2 separate regions of the Anas platyrhynchos genome follow, and region 1 is linked to region 2. A link is a contact called in public Hi-C data. All regions are on one chromosome and are shown on one strand. Each heading gives the region's core, a stretch centred on a gene start, on an enhancer-like site or on the middle of the called end of the contact. The rest is flanking DNA. Distances are from core to core; before and after follow the strand shown. Region 1 overlaps AUTS2 (activator of transcription and developmental regulator AUTS2). Region 2 overlaps AUTS2 (activator of transcription and developmental regulator AUTS2).

Region 1 (3,029 bases), core at 166-2,665, 110 kb before region 2:
GTCAAGTTCTAGAGGGATGCAGATGGGATGTGGAAAATATTCCCCACCAGCAAAGCCCCAGGCTCTATCATCCTTAGCAACTCGCACGCTGCTGCCAATTTGAGTGGACAGGCCAGCACGTACCTTTTTCTGTTTAAAACAGGATCCCAGAGGCTGAGCTGGGATGGGGTTTTAAAGTATGGCACTGGTAAAATCCAGTTGGGAACAGGGACTGAGATAGCACTTTCACCCTCTTGCCTCTCATTAAAAAAGCCACACACTTGAGGCAGAGTCCTTCTTCATTTAGGATTAACTTATACCAGTGCCACTGCAGGAAAATCACTCCTAATTTATTCTGCTGGCAGAAAAGGTTTATACCTGTACATCTTTTGAAATATGTAAGGCATACTCTTGCAATATATACATTAGTTCAATTAAAAATATACTTTGGAGCACCATCTTTCCATTTTTTTCCAAGAAATAAGAGGACTTGAGTACCTCACAATTCCCTGCCTCCCTTTCAGGTGGATCAGCCCAGAAAACAAGGAAGATATCATGCAGTGCTGCTGGATGTGGGGCCAAGGATCCATCTAGCCCAGTATCCTTTGCCAATGAGTAATGGAAAAGGACGCCCACCCAAGGCAGCTACCTGTAACCCCTTCGCAGGGAGAGCTGCTTCTTATCCCCACCGCTCTGTTAACACTCAGTCTGTTAGATGTGCAAAGGAAAGAAATATATTTCAAGAGACTTCTACTGGGAATAGCTTCTTTTGATGGACAACATCAAGGCAGGAAGCTGAACAGGAAAACCTCTCACCAATTTATTGCCATCACAAGTCAGATGTCTGGATACAAAGCTTGAACTGCTCCAAATATTTCTCTGTGCCAGTTCAAGCTATTTGTGCAATGTCACAAAAAAAATAACCCTGCACTCTGAGCATCTGCAGCCGGAGTGGAAGGGTAGGGATGACAAAGGGAAGCAGAAGACTCCCTTGACTTCCACCAGCAAGATTAACTGAAATTTGTTAAACTGGTTTTGACAGGTAAAACTGGGTACATAAGACACAAAGAAGAGAGGACATCACACCAAAGAGGCCAAATATTGATTGTGACCTTTTACAGAGTAACACTTGCACTGTGCGAATACGTTGTCTATGTAGTTAAAAGGCCAAGCAATGCTGAAGGTATTTTTTCTTTCCCTTGCCAAATGTTAATTTGCACTGAGCAGTTCGCAGGGACTTTACAAGGATCACAGCCTTCTACAGAAATCTCCTTCATACTTCCACTGACTTGTGAAAAACAGTTTTTATGATTTAAAGAGAGTCATATGTATTACTTCTTCTGTCTCTCTACATTTCTAAAGACATCAGAGATGGTTAGGTGATTTTGATGTGTCTCTCCCCTCTCTTTACATTCCTCATGCGTTGCTCATTTACACCATTCCATTTGGGTTACAAGCCATCCTCTGTCATGTCCTGTTTCATGATCCTTTACCCTAGTACTCTGCATTGCTGTTTCACTTCAAAGGGGGTTTTTGTCTCACAGAGGAGAGAAACAAGGGCAATCTGCAGACAACAGTGCACTGATCTACAAAGCTGCCACTCTAGCAGAAGAGACCCTACCCTATCCATATCTGCTACTTTAGCTTCTGCAAACACAGGAATAAAAACATTTTTATTTTAAAAACACTTCTTTCCTTGTTATCTTTCTAAACTTTTTGAGCGATTTATAAAGATCTGAATTTGTTTTCTTTAAAGTGATTGTTTTTGAAAGAATCTATTTGTAAAAAGGAAAAGTGGTGGGAAAAAGAGGAAAATGGCATATTGAAAAAGGAAAATGGCATGACTAAAGCTGACTGTGGATAAAGAATGACCATTTAAAAGCCAAAGAAACAAAACTTTCATATTAAAGGAAGGCAAAATTATTACAGAATTTAAATAATTACATCACACAACGTTTCCCTCCTTTCAATCAAATCTTGCAAACACTTCCATGTAAGCCCCTGACTCATGCTATTTACCAATTGTTTTGCACTTTCCTTTACCTGATGGAGGAAGAGGGGTGGAGAAACCGGGAACTGGGGAATGTGACTTTGCTTCTGCTGCTGTAGAGCTTCAAGTCAGTTCTGAGTCAGGTCAGCTCTGAAGGACGAGTGGGAAGGGAGGGCTGGGAGGGATGTGCCGCAGTGTGACCCCGGCCTGCAGCGGGGCGTGAGGGCAGCGCAGCTGGAGGCTCACACAAGAGCCAGTGGTTGGGGCCCTTCCAGCACCGATGCTGCCTGCACTGTGCTTCCAGCCCAGGGCGAACAAGGGCAGGGTTAATTCTGCCTCCGCTATGACAGCTGGGGTGAGCTGCGAGCTACTGTCCTACAAGCTTTCCGTTCACATGGAATTTCCATCCGTTAACACTGAGGTGTGTTTGCTCTCCTTGGCCACTGCAGCGCTTGTTAACATCACAGGGCGAGCTGAACTGCGGGTAGGTGTGACTGGATGCTCCTGTGAGTTCTGGCACTCGCTCAGGCCCTCATCTGAGAACGGAGACTCACGTTTTCTCCTTTTGACACTGAGGCATGGTGCCTTTGGGACAAAATGCGTGGAAATAGGACCACATGAAAGGAAAGGCACACAATTATGAACCAGCTTGGTGTGTGGGGGGGTTGTTTGTTCGTTTTTAAGCAAAAGGTGATACCTGGGAGTTAAACTGCCTTCTGCATCAGAAATATAATCTCTCCATAAAATACCTGCTTAACATTGCAATCTGCTGAGCAGCAGCCACTGCGGACAGTCCTCAGATGAACACAGGACAGCAGAGGCAGGACCACAATGGCAATACTGCACCTGGCTGCACGCAGGAGGGCTGCAGAGCATCAGGAAGAGGTTGCTTTTCCTTGTAACTCCCCTAGGGTTATAGATTAGGAGAAGGGATGCCAAATAATTCCTAAGCCTCTCTCTCCTTCTTTTTTTTTTTTTTTCAGCGAAGCTGTTGTACCCAATGCTGACATTTGTCAACACCCAGGTCTGGGAAATGTGAAGATTCATGTAATGTTTGTGA
Region 2 (3,508 bases), core at 347-2,846:
CCCAAGGTTGTATGCATACCTGTATTAAATATGAAATGCAGGATTGAAATAACAGCTAAGTACAGCTGTAGTAGCAAGGCCAGAAAACTCGCGGCAAAGCTTATCTTTAGTACACATAGAGTACCCAGCAATTGCCAGGGGTGGCTGTCCTCTGAGTTTCCTCCACTTGTGAATAATGTATTTCTGGAGCAGAATGTTCTGAACAGGAATGCAGTATTTTGATTGACACTTGTAATACAGCAGCTTCTTGGAGAAATAATATTTCGCAGGTCTGTGTTTGTACGTCTGTAGGACCCCAAAGAATGACAAATTACCTCATCCTTGCCATTTTTCATCATCTCTAGAATTCTCACTGCTGCTTTCTAACTTCCTTTACTGGTCTGTACTTCAGAAAAGCAGAACATTTACTAAAACGCAAGAAACATATAATTGCTAAATTTTGTCACAAATTGATTTTAGCTGTATTGCTTTGTATTGTATTTGTTTCTGTATGAGATTTTGCAACACCAATTAAAATAGAAAGGTAGCACAAGGTAAGACTTTTGTATTTGGGCATCATGCATTCTAATGCAATGAAACATTTAGATACGAGGTTTTAGACCAAGCCTTAATGAACACAAGTGCTACCTGAAGAACTGAGATCCTGTGTCAGATTTTGTACTCCTCCAAGTTCACAGGTGGTTGGATTCAGGGATTTAAATCAGGACCATCTCATTTCTGGCTAATGTGAAGCATGGAGGTGAGAGGATGAAGCAACTAAAAGAAGAATCTTTTTAAGCAGCCCTTAGGTCAATCCTTTTAAACTTTACTGGGGATTTACTTCAGGAGAAGCTTATCTGTGTGGCGACCAGTACTGTGCAAAACCTTTGTTACAAATGATAAACCGCGGACCAGGTTGAAAACATCTTTTGTTGAACATGTGCCAATGAATGAGTAGATTTGAACTGATTAATATTTTCAGATAGAAAATATGCATAGGTTGATAATATCTGAGGTCAAAACTTTGCAATATCAAAGCATGTTTGCTGATTTTGGCAGAATTTTTATTTCAGATTTGGAGCTTGAAGCCTAACACAGGTTGAATGTATACAAAGCAAAAGTGGGAAAAAATAATATTTGTACAGAGCTCTGCAAACTGACCCATACTCAGTTCTAATGAGAACATAATGGTTTATCCAGCTGCAGAAGAACAGAAGCAAGAAGTGTAAAAGAAATTCCTACACTTTCCTAATTTTAGCAGAAATGGGAGACTTTTTTGTTGTTGTTGTCTGTTTGTGGGTTTTTTTTTTTTTTTGATTTTGTTTTGTTTTGTTTTTTCCCCTGGATGCATGCATGTGTACTTTAAAAAGTGCATCACTTGCACTTTAAACTACATTAAAACATGTTTAAGCCAGAATGGAAGATATGCTTCCACTGAGAGCAATGAAAAAAAAAAGAAAACCAACCCATATGACTGACTTTATAAATCTTTGGATTATACTGCAGTCTGTGGGGTATCTTCTATCTAAACTACCGTAACCCACAAGGGGATTAGAATGGATAGTCTCTCGTTCGCTCGCTCCTCTGAGTCACAGCACTAGCAAATAGACCCACGGTGCAGTGTGGGCAGACAGGAAACCACTAAAGCCAGAGCAGTGATTATGTGCATGCTCTGTGAGACACATTGAGCAGTGAGCCGAAATGTTTGTGTGTGTCAGATCAATCTTTTCACTGACCAGGACAGCTGTACTCACAGGGGGATCACCAATCATCCTGCTAGGAACTGCTTCTGTCCTTCAACAGGCAATTAACGTGAGTCCATTACAGCTCCCTGGAGGCCCCTGGGGGGCTGCAAAAGGCATTGACTGAAAGGTCAGAAACCTCATGAGGACAGGAAAGAAGCTGTGCCTGGCGAAATGGAGTGGAAAGCAGTAGCTATTTGTCACCCGCTAGTAATTCAAAAAAAGGGGGGGGGGGTGGGGAGAGAAGGGGCTGAAGGGGGTCCAAGCGTTGTGCACAACTGCAAGCACGCGGCAGTAATAAGAGCATAAATAGAAGCTACAGGAGACCCTTCTTGGGACAATGATTTTATCAGATATAGAAGTTGGAGGAAGAGTCAACAAATCCCACTCAACTAATTCTACAAAGGGACTGGAAGTGAAAAAGTACATGGGCTGATTAATAGCCCACTACAGTCCCAAGAAAATCACGGAAAGGAGTCCCTGGGGGCTGAGGTTCACCACTATGAAACAAACATCTCAGAAGAGAATCCACACGAACTGAAGTGACCAGAGAACACACAGAATAGCATTCATAAGAAGCAGTCTCCACTAAGAAGCAACTGCTGATGTGTTCAGTGGTGGAAAAGCAACATACACGGTGCTCAGGGGATATGTTAGAGACTGCTGCTCTCTATTTCGATTTCAGACTTCTGGTCAAGACAACCATATTGGTGTGTTCTTGGAGGGCTTACTTAAACGCCTACGCATATCTCACCAAGCATACCACCAACCAACCCGGCAGTTCTACTATGGACATGCAATCAAGTAATGCCAGGTAGGTGGCCAAGAGTCAGCATATACAAAAGACTTAATGTGTACTAGTTTGCAAGAAGTTAGAACTGAGCTAATTCATGATGCTAATCCAGAATAACTTTCACCCACTTCATGAGTGAACTTTCACCCACAGCATTCAGCTGAAGTACTAGCAGTGTTTTTCTTTCCGGTGATAAGAATACTGCACAGAGATCTAGCAGTACATGGGTAATCAATAGAACAAGCTGAAATATTGCAAATGTTAACTCTTCAACAACAACAGAACTTAGACCGTGAATAGCAATAAATAAATTTGTAAAAAACTTGTAAAATTCTTTGGACATGGTTTTGAGTGGTTTGTGTAATTGAAATTTTATTTGATGAACAAAACCTAAACTGCATAAAATGACAGAAAGAAATAATCTACAAACTAGGTATTGATATGGCCCATTTTCACAAGACTGCACAGGGACCTTAAACAACATGAGCTCAACTGCTTGCTGGCAGAAACCACGGTAAACTTTGACTCAGTTTGCAAAATCTTCAGTGTACTTTAGATGATGTAAAATTTCCGTATTTTACTTTCATGCAAAATAAATATTGGTGACTGTGCTCTTTGTTTGTAGAAAGATGTAGATAACAAGTTTGGATTATTTATAATGGTATAAGATGTTTGACCTTGCTGAGCACCCATCACCAACCTACTGACTGAAAAGCCTGGCAGATAATCGAGCATGGGTTTGTTGTATACTGTTGTTTTGTCCCACCTGCAGCTTTACCAGACCTCCCAGCTGTATTTATCATAGGCAAGGGCAAGAATTTCCACATATCTTTCAACATTTGCCCCGATTACAGTGTAACAAACTGGACTCACTTAAGTGCCTATAGCTCCAGCACGGCAGAGGAAGTTTATGGTGTGTTTCTTACCCATTTCCCCAGACAACTCCTTCTAACAAAATTCTGTTATCTTCCAACCATCTCTTCCTACTGTCTCT

The links. Hi-C and Micro-C count contacts between places; a contact is called where the count stands out from the background.
Region 1: a contact with region 2 is called in a Hi-C map of skeletal muscle, with 2.2 times the contacts expected there. The contact joins two enhancer-like sites. A contact is called at or near these places in 2 of 8 Hi-C or Micro-C datasets (liver and skeletal muscle).

Annotation. Positions count from the first base shown.
Region 1 is chr20:9,967,622-9,970,650 of IASCAAS_PekinDuck_T2T, reverse strand. The region is part of intron 5 of AUTS2 (activator of transcription and developmental regulator AUTS2); the gene reads right to left. Among named protein-coding and RNA genes, the nearest start is that of GALNT17, 270 kb to the left of the region's middle. Within about 2 kb of position 1,415, at least 1 of the 8 cell types and tissues checked has an H3K27ac peak or open chromatin away from gene starts, as enhancers often do.
Region 2 is chr20:9,854,194-9,857,701 of IASCAAS_PekinDuck_T2T, reverse strand. The region is part of intron 4 of AUTS2 (activator of transcription and developmental regulator AUTS2); the gene reads right to left. Among named protein-coding and RNA genes, the nearest start is that of GALNT17, 380 kb to the left of the region's middle. Within about 2 kb of position 1,596, at least 2 of the 8 cell types and tissues checked have an H3K27ac peak or open chromatin away from gene starts, as enhancers often do.